Regions from separate parts of the Sus scrofa genome. Here all the other regions are linked to region 1. The links are chromatin contacts, called in public Hi-C maps. All regions are on one chromosome and are shown on one strand. Each heading gives the region's core, a stretch centred on a gene start, on an enhancer-like site or on the middle of the called end of the contact. The rest is flanking DNA. Distances are from core to core; before and after follow the strand shown.

Region 1 (3,197 bases), core at 306-2,805:
AAAATTTTCTCATACTCAAACCAAAAGTTAAATGATTTGAAAAAGTATGCTGGAAACTATGGAGAAAATAAATACTTCAGTGGTTGCCAGGGGTAAGGGAGGAGGATGCCACGGACAGGACAGGCAGAGCCCAGAGGCTTTTTTAAGGGCAATGAAAGTACTCTGTATTCTACAATGGTAGATACATTTGGAGATACAGTATACATTTGCCTAAACCCACAGAATGTACCCCAAGAGTGAACCCTAACGTAAACTATGGACTTAAGGAGATGATAATGTGTCAATATATCATTTATAACTCTGTTTGGGACAGGTTAAGGATCCGGCATTGCTGCAGCTGCAGTGTAGGTAGCAAGTGAGGCTCAGATCAGATCGCTGGCCTGGGAACTTCACAGGCCAAAAAAAAAAAAAGGTGTTTATAATAATAAAGAAAAAATCCATTAACACTGGTTCTCTATTTTATAAGGCAACTAATACTACAGTTATATAACACAATCTTTACCACACTAATAAAAAATAACAGGGTTTCATAAAGTGACAAACATTTTTCCTGGTTATATAAACTTTTTATGAGAAACTCTTCTTATTCACTTACCACTCTATCATCTAGTTAACAAATTCACAAAAAAATTAGCTCTAAGGCTAAGTTAAAAATATTGAATACAGAAAAGCATGTGGAGAGTCCCCGTTGTGGCTCAGTGGTTAATGAATCTGACTAGGAGGTTTCAGGTTCGATCCCTGGCCTTGCTCAGTGGGTTAAGGATCTGGCGTTGCCATGAGCTGTGGTGTGGGTTGCAGACACGGCTCGGCTCAGATCCCGCGTTGCTGTGGCTCTAGTGCAGGCTGGCGGCTACAGCTCCGATTGGACCCCTAGCCTGGGAACCTCCATATGCTGCGGGAGCAGCCCTACAAAAGGCAAAAAGACAAAAAACAAACAAACAAACAAAAAAAGAAAAGAAAGTGGGAGGGTGATTTTAAAGGGTAAACTTGGTTTTCTAGTGTACTTCATCTCACATCCAACCAGTGCAGCATTTCACTGGAAGGCTTCTGCAACTCAGGATACCTGAGAAGCAGTGGTTTCCATCTTTTTGTTAAGGTAAAATAGTTCAAATATTCCCAAAACTGCCATGATCTTACCAATCTGACTGAAACGCTGTCATGCTTATCACTCTGCATTGTCCCAACACAACAAACCTACAAATATTTATACAGATAAGTAATTACTACCAATTATACAAACCAAGCCAGAGTGCCTCCAATGGTTGCTTTCCCCAGCACTAAGTTATGTTCAGGAAATGCCTTACCCTTTTCACACCATTAGGATATCATTTCACTCCCTGAAGCAGAAGCAGGCCTAATGAGGCATCAGCAACATCACAATGCTGTGCCAGGCCTAAGGGGCATCCAGAACTCTGGGCAGGATGTCTGAGAGATGGTAGCAGCTGGGCACTCAACATTCCTACATCACTATGGCTGTCCCGGCAGAGAAGAGAGCAATAAGAAGCAGATCCCAAAAAGTTGGGGGTGACTCAATGACAACATCCGTGGTCAAGCAGTAATTTACCAAATATGTCTGCTCAAAATGCCAAGGCACATATTTCAAGGGCTGTGGTCCTCTGCACTAAATACACCGCTGCCTTCCTAAAACATGACCCACAAACCACAGGTTGCAATATAAAAAAGCCCATCTTGAACCCTGCCTGTGAAAGGTTACCAGGAGAAACTGATTATTACAATTAAAGTATTTGTATAGAGGGTTTTATTACTTACAAATCGCTTATGTATACATTGTTTCATTTTGACCTTTATCATTTCACATATTTCACCTTACTTGATTGATAATCACAGTGTGCCTGTCAGATAAACACAACAAAAGCAGCATTCTTACTTTACAGAAAAAGAACCTAAAACTTGGAAAAATTGTCTGTAAGTAATCTGTCCGCAAAACCTGAGTGTTCCGGAAGATTATATAGCAATGGTGTGATCCCCCCAAAAAGCAGTTTATAGTGTTGTAAGATTTAACGTACGTCCTTTTGCACTTAATAAGTATTTGAAACATTTAAAAATAATGGAAACTTTTGAAAAACAATGAATAGTCAACTATACAAAAACCAAAATGCAATATTTAAGCTTGTCGGTTTGTACAAACAATACAGTATTTTCTAATAATCCAAAAACATCTTTTATCTAAGAGTTTTACTACAATGTTCTCGGGGCTAGAGACTGCCTATAGCCGAAAATATCAATTCCTTTGTGTACTTCAGCAATAGATTCCCTATTTATATAATCAACATATGTACACATCAAATTCGGCTCATACGAATCATGTTTGCATCAAAGTTTCAAAGGATTCCGAGTCCTTTGTTCAAAAAACCTTTTACTGAGTCCTTATCATGTTCTAGACACTCTTTAGAGTATAAGAAAATACAAATAATTTTTTTAATGTTACCTGTCATAAGGTAACCAATTGCCTTTTGTTACGACTCAGTATGACACTTCCAAGTGAGGTGTCCTTTTAGGACACAAGGGAGGGGCGCTGAATCCAGCCTGGTGGATCTGGTCAGAATATCCTCAGATGGATATCTTGAAATAATAACCTACTAACACCAGCATGCTTCAAGCACAGGAATACCTTAAACTGCTGAGCCCAAGCAAGGAACTTCCAAGTTCTTAAATAGAGCTGAAGAATAGAGCTGAAGAATTGAATATGAAATGAGAGAAAGGCAAACAGTTCAGCTGGGGAAAAGGTAAATGAAATAGTTATAGAGGACCCCATATGCCATGCCAGCTAACATTTTTTGAGTACTTGGTATGTGCCAGACATCCCAAAATGTTTTCTTGCTTGTAATCCTCACAATAACCCACAGAACTAAGGAAAATTACCTTGCAAATGAAGGAGGAGCTAAGGAGACATTAGCTCGTTTGTCAGTCTTACAGAGGTTTTAACTGGCAGAGATAGAACTGGAACCCAGTTCAGATTAAATCCCAAAAGTGAGCTCATAAACTCTCCATTCTGCTGCCTCTCTTAATGAAGGCTGCTAGGGGGAGCCATTGAAAGGTTTTTAAACTAAAGAGTGAAGTGATCAGATTTGCTCTTTGGAAAGACTAAGTGGAAACTGGATAAAGGGGTGTCTAGAAGCAGAAAGACAAAGCTGCCAACATCTGTAGTAATCCAGGTGAGAGCATGATTGTGGCAG
Region 2 (2,943 bases), core at 444-2,943, 320 kb after region 1:
TTCCACGCCAACCCTGTTCGAGCCAGGCGGGTCTCCCGATTTTGCAAACGAGCTTTGCTCCTCGCCACCCCACCTGCTCGCTCAGCCCGTCTTTCCTGCCCCCTGGCTAGAAGGTGCCTCTTCCTTTTCCCCACCTTCCAAAATCCTTGAAGGATCAACGCTGTCCCAGCACAGCCTCCCTTCACGTCTCACTGCCCAGAAGGCAGAAGAGCCTGATTTCTGTCTGTGTGTGACTATGGATAAGCTGCTTGACCTCTCGGGCCCCGTTTCCTCATCTGTAAGGTGGAGGGAGTAACAGAAGCTGTCTCACAGAGTCCAGGTGAGGTTTACACAGGGAGCAGAGTCTGCACCCAGGAAACGCTGCCTAAGGGCCCCTAGGAGGGTCTTCACCGACTGAGCTTTGCGTGATGTTGTAGGTTGAATCGTGTCCCTACCAAAGATGGGCTGAAAGACTCAGTTCTGGTACCTGCAAATGTGACTATATTTGGAAATAGGGTCTTGGCAGGTGTTAAGATCAACTTGAGATGGGGGGTGGACCTACCTAATCCCAGACGACCGATGTCCACGTAAAAAGAGGAGACAACAGCAGAAGTTGGCAAAACCCTGTAAATCAACTATACCTTCGTAAAAAATTTAAAAGTTTAAAAAAAAAGAGGAGGGAGTTCCCACTGTGGCTCAGTGGAAACAAACCCAACTAGTATCCGTGAGGCTGCAGGTTCTATCCCTGACCTCACTCAGAGGGTTAAGGATCAGGTATTGCCGTGAGCTGTGGTATAGGTGGCAGATGCAGCTCAGATCCCCTGTGGCTGTGGCTGTGGCGTAGGCTGGCAGCCGTAGCTCTGCTTCGACCCCTAGCCTGGGAACTTCCATGTGCCCTGGGTGCAGCCCTAAAAAGACAAAAAAAAAAAAAAAAAGGATACAGACATACAGACAGAGACTAACAGCATGAACCCCATGTGAAGCGACATGTCTACAAGCCAGGGGACACCAAGGATTGCCATCAGAAGCTAAAAGGAAGACATGGAACCCATTCTCCCCTGGAACCTTCAGAGAGAGCATGGCCTTGCTGACACCTTGATTCTGGATTTGAGCCTCCAGAACTTGTGAGAAATAACATTTCGTTATTTTAAGTCACCAAGCTGGCGGTACTTTGTGAGAGCAGCCACGGGAAACTAACACCAGTGACCCAATAGGTCTTTGGAAGAGCTGAGTATCTAGATGGGAACCAGATCTGGGTCCTGGTACTTGTTTTCTAGGAGCCGAACCTTAGGGATTTGCTGGTACCTGCATCCAGATGATGGAATCCCTGGGAGCTGGTTTAGAAGCAGAGAGAGAAAAGTGGAGGAAGCGGAAGTTTCATCCGACACCCGAGCCCATTCAACCCAGGCCTTGGGCTGCGAGGACAGGGGACAGGGGCTGCCACAGAGAGCCTGGCTCAGACAAAGTGAGAGTTCTCCAGCGTTTTTGGACCTCCTGCCTGCGCTCACGAGGCCCTCTGTTTAAATGAGGATGAAATCGGAAGCACGGGTCTTCACCAGCGGTTACCGGAAACCCAGATTGTAAAATACGAAGGAGAAAGAATCAGAACGATCTGGCCGGGGTTTGGGCCAACATTCCAGAACTCTGATTCAAGATGGGGAACAGATCCCCGGGCCCTAGCGGTCTCCAAGCTCTCGGTAAAAATATCAACACAGGCTGAGATGAAATCACAGGGGCGGAGGCAGAGTCATTTCCCCCTGGAGATTTAGAGTTACAGTCCCGGGGGTGGGAGAGACCTTCCAAGTCAGTCCGTATTGTAGGGCTGTTGGAAGCAAGGGCTTGGGGGGCAGGCAGGTTTGGGTTCGTGTCTACCTCCTTGGCTCTGGGCAGTGACAACTCCAAGTTCGGGGACTCTGGGCTTCTCTCCTGAGAAATGAGGACCAGGGACCAACATCCTGGGCTCTAAAGATGCTGGTAAAGACCTTAGCACAGCGCCTCATGCGTCACAACGACTGAGAGAGCCCCAAGTCTTGCTATTAGGATTGTTGTTATTTAATCCAGCTCAGCAATGCCCAGATCCCTCTATGAAGGGCCCCCCTGCCTATTTTTATTTTTATTTTTATTTATGTATTTATGTATTTTTGCCTTTTTGCCTTTTCTAGGGCCACTTCCTGCGGCATCTGGAGGTTGCCAGGCTAGGGGTTGAATCGGAGCTGTAGCCACCAGCCTATGCCAGAGCCACAGCAACGCCAGATCCTAGCGAGCAACCTACACCGCAGCTCAATGCAACGCCAGATCCTTAATGCACTGAGCAAGGCCAGGGATCGAACCCGCAACTTCATGGTTCCTAGTCGGATTTGTTAACCGCTGCGCCACAGCCAGGAACACTGCCCCTGTCTATTTTTAAATGTCTCTAGCCCATGCCTCTCTGAATACCTCTGTTAGAACCTTCTTTCTACAGTAGGTAGTAACCTGTAAGGAAGATCTGCTTGGCTGAGCTGTGCTCCATGTTTACAGACAGGCAGTGCAGTCAGATGGTTAGAGACGCGGGCCCTGGGCCACCGTCTAATCCCATCTCTCCCTTTGAATTTGCCCTTGAGCAAATTACTCACCTGTCAGTTAACTCGGGGTCACAATGGTTCTCACCATGTCCTTCGTGGTTACATGATGGTTTTATATTCATTCAGTGCCTGGGCTTCCTTATCCGGGGGATGGTGAGAATGACGATGAGAAGGATCGAGCCTTCCTCCTGCAACTGTCCTAGATTCAACCGCATAGCGCACAGAAGGCACTTAGAAGGGAGGCTGACATACAGCAGGTCTCAATAATTAGCTGTTATTGATGTAACTTCCATCCCTCAGTTTAATCCTATCATGTCCCTCTTCCAGTTTGTTTTTAATCTTAATAAAGTACATGTCAATTAGCCTAGGGATGCATCAAACAACCAGTGTCAGGAGCACCCCT
Region 3 (3,149 bases), core at 45-2,544, 390 kb before region 1:
CACTAGCAAATACTATCCATCACTGAAAAAGTCTTCCTCTCACCTCTCAAAAAATACACATTAGACTTAGAGGTTTCTGCATACTAATTAGGGACCACTAATACTGCTAGGTATTATGGCTCTCAAAGAATCCTCTCTAGCAGACTCCCCTGGGATACTGTGCTCAGTGGGGCTCTGAACCGGTGAGACTCGCTGCCAGCTGCCTTTGCAAAAGCAACACCAGAGGCAGACTCAATACCGCATTGCTGCTGCTGCTGACTTTTTCAAGCAGTCTCCAAAAGAAAAACAAAACAACAACAAAAAACACACAGCCCAGTACCCTGCTCTGCAGACCCTGCTGGCTCTTCTGCGGCACGGAAGAGAAACCACCGCATTGCTCAGCGTGGAACACCGAGGAGCAGACCTAAGTGGGTGCCTTCGAGAGGCTCTGCCGAGGGCGGGGAGTCAGTGGGGGAAGAGGGAAGGCGTCCGGAGTGCAGGGGATCGCGACGAAGCAGCGGCCAGGACGCCAGCGTCTGGGCACCCGGCTGGGCATCGCTTACTGGCCAGGGCCGTCGAATAACAGGCACCTGGCAGAGGCGCTGGCCGCTCCCGGAGACGGGGGGTCCCGCAGCGTCCTGCCGAGCCCCACCCGCCACCCTCTGGGCCCTCACCTGTCATGAGCGCCGGGCTGTCGCCCGCCGCCGCGGCGGGAGAGGAGGCGGCCGCCCCGGCAGAGCCAGCCGCCCGCCGCCGGCGAAGGTGCCTGGGCACCAGCTCGCATCCGTCCGCCGCGCCGGCCACCAGCAGCCCGAGCACCAGCAGCGCAGCCCAGCGCCGCCGCAGCAGCAGCAGCAGCAGCCAGCTCGAGGCCGGGCCGGGCGTCGTGGCGGGATGAGGACGCGGAGGAGGAGCGGGGGGAAAGCGCGGCGGCGCCCCGGCCACGGGCCACTCCGCTCCGCGAGGTGCCGCCGCCGCCGTCGCCTGCGACTCCTCGGGCCGCCCCCGCCGCCTAAGACGCCAGCTCCCGCAGGGCGCCAGCCTGGTCCCGTCCGCACCGGCGGCCTCCAGATCTTGGGTCCCAGCTACGTTCATTGGTTCCGGTTATTTTTAAAAAAAAAAAAAAAGGGGGGGGGGTGAGGATCAAAAAGGTACGGCGTCTTCAGGCCGCGCGCGGCACCCCCGCTGCTGCGGCAGCGAGACCGGGATCCGCTGCTCTGGCGCCTCGGAACACCAGTCCCAGCGCCCGCGCCGCCGCCGCCGCCACAGCCGCCGCCGCCGCGGCGCATCCCCCCGCCCCCTCCGGCCCGCGCCCGTCGTAGTACCACGCTCGGCCCGGACACCTCCTCCCCTCACACATTCGCTCGCATACCAATCCCCCGCCTCCTTCAGCCCCTCCACAGCGCAGGCGCAGCGCCGCTGCACTGGGCCTGCGCGACGCCCGAGCCCCGCCCCCGGGGGCGTTCCGGGGAGGACTCGAGAGCCGCGGGGTTGTTTCTAAGGGTTTCGCTAAACAGAAGGAAGGGGATGGGGGGGAAGATGAGCATACCCCCTCCCGGACCCATGCCCCCACTGCGACAGAGGCGGCGGGGAGGGCAAGCGGGAACGAAGTGGGCGGAGAGAAGCATAAGAACATCCGAAATCCTTTGGGCAAGTTTTAGCCATGCAGACGGCAGCAAAAATAATTGCATGGATCCGAAAACCTTGTAATCGGAAACGTTGGCGTCTCCAGAATTTCGGTATAGGTGGGGCTTAAAAGAGGCTAGCAATGTGGAAACGGAGGTTAGCAGAGCGAGCGTTTTATTTACTTGTCCAATACTTAAAACTCCTGCTACGTGTCAGTATTCCAGGCGAGGTCCTAAGCGTTTTACAAATTTACACGTTGTAATTCTAAAAGTTAGGTGGTGGTTTCGTTGTTTTCATCCCCATTTTACAAGGAATGGAAACTAAGGCCGAGAAATGTTGTTACCCCAGTTTCCGCAGCTAACAAATGGGAGACACGGTCAGATTCGCACCACTGAACAGGATTTGCTCTAGCCTCTGACTCTCCTATGGTCAAACCTTACCTGAACTCATCACCTCCCTAACCGCATCCCACCCCTTGGAGTCTGCTGTCAGCTGAATAGGTTGACAGAAAAATGGTGTTTCAGACTTCACCTGGCGACACACACACACACACACACACACACACACACATTCTCTCTCCAGGGATACAAACTTAGGATGTGCATATAAGGGATTTCCCGTTGTGGCTCAGTGGTAATGAACCCCACTAGTATCCATGAGATTGTGGGTTCAATCACTGGCCTCAATCAGTGGGTTAAGGATCCAGTGATGCCAGGAACCTGCGGTGTGGGTCGCAGACACCTGCCCCCTGGATTGGGTATTTCTGTGGCTGTGGCATTTCTCAGTGCTCCAACACAATTGACCCCTAGCCTGGGAACTTCCATATGCTGTGAGTGTTGTTCTTAAAAAAATTTTTTGCATATAGGGTTCTTAAGCACAAAGGTCCTTAAGAACCCTATACCATACCCGTTTGGTACTGGGTTTCTGTTGTTGGATTTGGGTTTTGGCTTGCTTGTTCTCAAGCCAAGAAGATACACAAATTACACAATTTCCCAAAGAACTTCCTAGGAAGCCTGGCCACCATAACCATGAGTATCACCAACTGTGGAAAGGCAGATGCACACTTGAGAAAAGAATTAAGAATTTGTTTGAAGCTTATCAATCTATCAACAATGACTTCTTCATAGACCTGGTGTTAAGGTGGCAATTCTTTACAAGGCAACAGGAAATAGGTGTTTCCCCTGGTGAAAAACACAGAAATCAAGTCACATATTTGCTGAATGTCCTCCAAAAGGAGATAATTCTGCTAAAGAGGCAGGAAGACATAAAGAAGTAACAGGCTTGTTTCCTGCTCTCCAGAAGGCAATATTTCATTCATTCGCTATTAACTAAGTCCCCAGCACATGCCAGATAGTTCTCAGTAGTGGGGAGTCAAAGGGCAATAAGAGAGACACTCGAAAAAGTCAAATACGTCAGTATTCAGAGATATAAGATACAGACCATAGTCCCTACCTGGGGTATCTTACAGTATTGCTTAGGAGATAAAATTTACACCCATTAAACAATTAGAGACTAATACAAGGTAGTAATCAGTTGTTAAATTG
Region 4 (2,990 bases), core at 363-2,862, 370 kb after region 1:
CTCTAGTCTTCAGAACTGAAACTTTTCAAGTAGGATCCAAAGTAGATTCCCTTGTCCCAGCTTCAACTCTAGGGGCTATAATACAATAGCCCGGGGCAAGGACCAAGTAAGAAGGGATAAAACAGAGAGATAACGCAGGGCTTCCAAGGTCCCATGTTTACCCCCACGCGTGGTCACGCGTGGTCACGCGTGGTCACGCGTGGTCACGCGTGGTCACGTAGATAGATAGGCTGGAAGGCAGGGTGCAGAGGCCATTTCAATCTTGACTGATGAAAAGAAGCTACAAGAAATTTGAGTGTGTACTTAAACCGCTCTGCCTCAGAAACCAGATGTTGTAGCATTTGTAATGGTCAGAGCATTTATACAGCACTTTTGCCTTCAAATCACCAAGCTCACAGCCTCCACTGATATTCTCAAGGGGCAAGGTTGGCCCTTTTCCATCTTCTAGATGATTCAGGTTTCCTGGAGAACAAAATGAGCCTCTAATGCCTAATATTTTCTCTCTGACAGATGGTTTCAGATGTATCAAAGTGCTAATCCTTGCTGAGGTATAGGTCTCAAGGAAGGGGAGTGTGGCTTTTAGAATGATAGGACTGGAATGATTAAGGAAGAAAATTACTCCCAGGATATTCACCATTGTCATGTGAGTAACCAGCTTAAAATGAAGGAAGATAGCAGAATCTGAAGGAAGATTTGAGGAGAAAGAAGAGGAAAAACCCAAAACCTCAGGTTAACAGTTTAGCTCTGAGACATTTCTGATCAAAGACATCTTTGGGAGCGGAAATGAAGTGCAATAAACACATCTGCAAGTTCAGGACAATTAGGGCCCACCTCCCTCCCCCAATATCACCTTCCCAGCTTCAGTACAAGGAAGAAATTCTGGAGACAGAGGCCTGGGTTGGAATACGTGTCTTGCCGCTAACAGCTGTGTGACTTTGGGCATGTTACACAACCTGAGTCTCAGTTTCCCCGTCTGTAAGACAGCAACATGTACCTCAAAAAAAGGTGTAAATTAAAAGATCCTATGTGCATTAACGAGACATAGAAGCCTGCAGTGAATGTTAGCTATGAATATTAACTCGTATTTAGTGTTGACCTACGACGTGCAGACTGCCTTTGAGTCTCAGCAGAGGCTAGACGGTTTTATTTTAAGATACTACAGAAACACATAACTACTGATGAAGATAGTGAGGGCCCAAGAGGTGGAGTCACTTGTCCACGGTCACAAAGCTGCACACAAAGGATTCGAACCCAGGTCTCCCTGACTCGCGAGCCAAGCTCTGCCCAAGGCCCCACGTGGAGAGGATGGGGAAAGAGAGGGAGTCACTGGGACCAGGGCACCGCGTGGTGGTCAGAGGTCACTCACGGTACTCCTCCAGCCGCATTAGGGGCCGGAAGTAGATGGGGTAGAAGGCGGCGCCGATCAGGGTGATGAAGCCACCAAAAATGAGCGCGGTGCGCAGATTCGTGGACATGGCTCTGAACCGGGCCTTCGCTGACCCGCTGAGGACACCGAGCTCTCGCAATCCTGGCTCCTGCCCGCTGGGTCGTGACCCGGCTGGGAAGTGGAGAAACGGCTTTTGCTTCCGGGCCTTGTGGGCGGGGCTAGGAGGCGGAACAGGGGCGGGAAGAGGTTGGGTCAAGGGTGGCACCGAAGGCGGGGCTTAGGACTGGGTGGGGCTAGGGCAGGGGGTGGGGCTGGGGCGGGGGTGGGACTAGGGGAGGAAGGGGCGAGGCGTGTAACCCCACGCACCGCCTCCGGGCGGTGCCTGGCAGCGCCTGGCTGCCTGGCTCCGGAGGGCGAGCGCCAGCTGGGAGAATGGAGAGTGGAGCTTTTATTGCTCTTGATCTCAGTTCCGCCCCCTGCCCTAAACCGGGTTCACCTCTCAGCCGCTCCACCCACACTCTTCTGACCTCGTTACCACTCCCTCCTTTACCAACCAAACTTCCTTCTTCCACCACTGGTTTGATTTTCATGACTCCACCAAGAGGTGGATGCTCTCTAGGGCTCATTGATTTAATCCACATATCTTTTACAGATGAGGAAATCCTGTCTTGGCTGCATGATTTAAACAAGTTGCTTGGCCTTAAGGGCGGTTTGAGGGGATTAGAGACAAATGCAAATCGCCTGACCCTGGATGGCCAGCAGGGGCTTCTGAACCAAGGCTAGCTTGGGAGGAATATTATTGCAACATCCAAACTACAAGTAAATCTTTTCTGACTCTGATCTTCCATGCTCTCCTCTCTCCCTCTTCCCTTTGTTGGATGTCAGGATTACGAATGAGGATGGGGAATAGAGATCCGTGCAGGGCAGGGAGCCAGCAGCCAGTTCTACTAATGGGACCTTGGGGCTCTGCCTTGTTGCCTGGGGTGGAAGCCACTGAGGACAGATCTGCTTCCTCTTCCTGTGATTGCCATCCTTCATGTTTCTGGGGGGGGGCTGTGTCAGTATATGACCCACCCAGCGGTACTGGACAGCTGAGACTAAGATTCCCTGGGCTTTCACTCAATCGTTTTTAAATAAGAATGATACCAGCAGCTGGGGGCTGGGGAACAAATCTTGACCCCAGCATCATTATTTAGTGCAGAAAAGATTTACGATCTTTCGGAAATGGTGTGGAGGTCACAGGTTTCCTCTTTTCTTTGTAGTTTTGTAGTTGAGTCAAGCTACTATGTACCTCTGTGGTTCCAGAAGCATATAAATCAGGTATTCAATCTGTCAGCAGATTTATGGACTGTCCGCTGTGCCCCAAACATCAGGCAAAGTGCCACGGGGGACACAAAGATGAATAAGACATGACCCTTGCTCTCCAGGATCCTGTCATGTGGATGGAGGGACAGGACATATACATAAAAAGACAGCTAATGACCCGACACAGCCTGTTGCTGATGAGTGATGGAGTCTTGGGGGCTGCAGAAGTTCAGAGGAGGAAGACAGATGACTGTAGGTGAGATAACTGCTCCTCGGGTGCTTACAGGAGCTTGTTAGG

The links. A called contact is a pair of places that touch in the nucleus more often than the background predicts.
Region 2: a Hi-C map of embryonic fibroblasts shows a contact between it and region 1, with 2.8 times the contacts expected there. The contact joins two enhancer-like sites. A contact is called at or near these places in 10 of 47 Hi-C or Micro-C datasets (alveolar macrophages, brain, embryonic fibroblasts and 5 more) and 2 of 2 datasets of contacts at active chromatin or transcription factors (alveolar macrophages and skeletal muscle).
Region 3: a Hi-C map of embryonic fibroblasts shows a contact between it and region 1, with 2.5 times the contacts expected there. The contact joins the promoter of STIM2 here to the enhancer-like site in region 1. A contact is called at or near these places in 1 of 5 promoter capture datasets (liver) and 3 of 47 Hi-C or Micro-C datasets (embryonic fibroblasts, heart right ventricle and liver).
Region 4: a Hi-C map of embryonic fibroblasts shows a contact between it and region 1, with 2.3 times the contacts expected there. The contact joins the promoter of SMIM20 here to the enhancer-like site in region 1. A contact is called at or near these places in 7 of 47 Hi-C or Micro-C datasets (embryonic fibroblasts, heart right ventricle, liver and 1 more) and 2 of 2 datasets of contacts at active chromatin or transcription factors (alveolar macrophages and skeletal muscle).

What each region holds. Positions count from the first base shown.
Region 1 is chr8:20,067,424-20,070,620 of Sscrofa11.1, reverse strand. All of the region lies in intron 1 of RBPJ (recombining binding protein suppressor of hairless), which reads right to left. Among named protein-coding and RNA genes, the nearest start is that of CCKAR, 130 kb to the left of the region's middle. Within about 2 kb of position 1,555, at least 4 of the 83 cell types and tissues checked have an H3K27ac peak or open chromatin away from gene starts, as enhancers often do. A contact at or near this core is called in embryonic fibroblasts, where this site is marked.
Region 2 is chr8:19,750,496-19,753,438 of Sscrofa11.1, reverse strand. No RefSeq gene overlaps it. Among named protein-coding and RNA genes, the nearest start is that of SMIM20, 51 kb to the right of the region's middle. Within about 2 kb of position 1,693, at least 18 of the 83 cell types and tissues checked have an H3K27ac peak or open chromatin away from gene starts, as enhancers often do. A contact at or near this core is called in embryonic fibroblasts, where this site is marked.
Region 3 is chr8:20,454,488-20,457,636 of Sscrofa11.1, reverse strand. STIM2 (stromal interaction molecule 2) reads right to left here and starts at 1,294. Exons shown (of 15, transcript XM_003128897.6): 1 at 654-1,294. The coding sequence starts at 1,074.
Region 4 is chr8:19,699,644-19,702,633 of Sscrofa11.1, reverse strand. It overlaps SMIM20 (small integral membrane protein 20), which reads right to left and starts at 1,612. Exons shown (of 3, transcript XM_003356880.4): 1 at 1,367-1,612. The coding sequence starts at 1,475.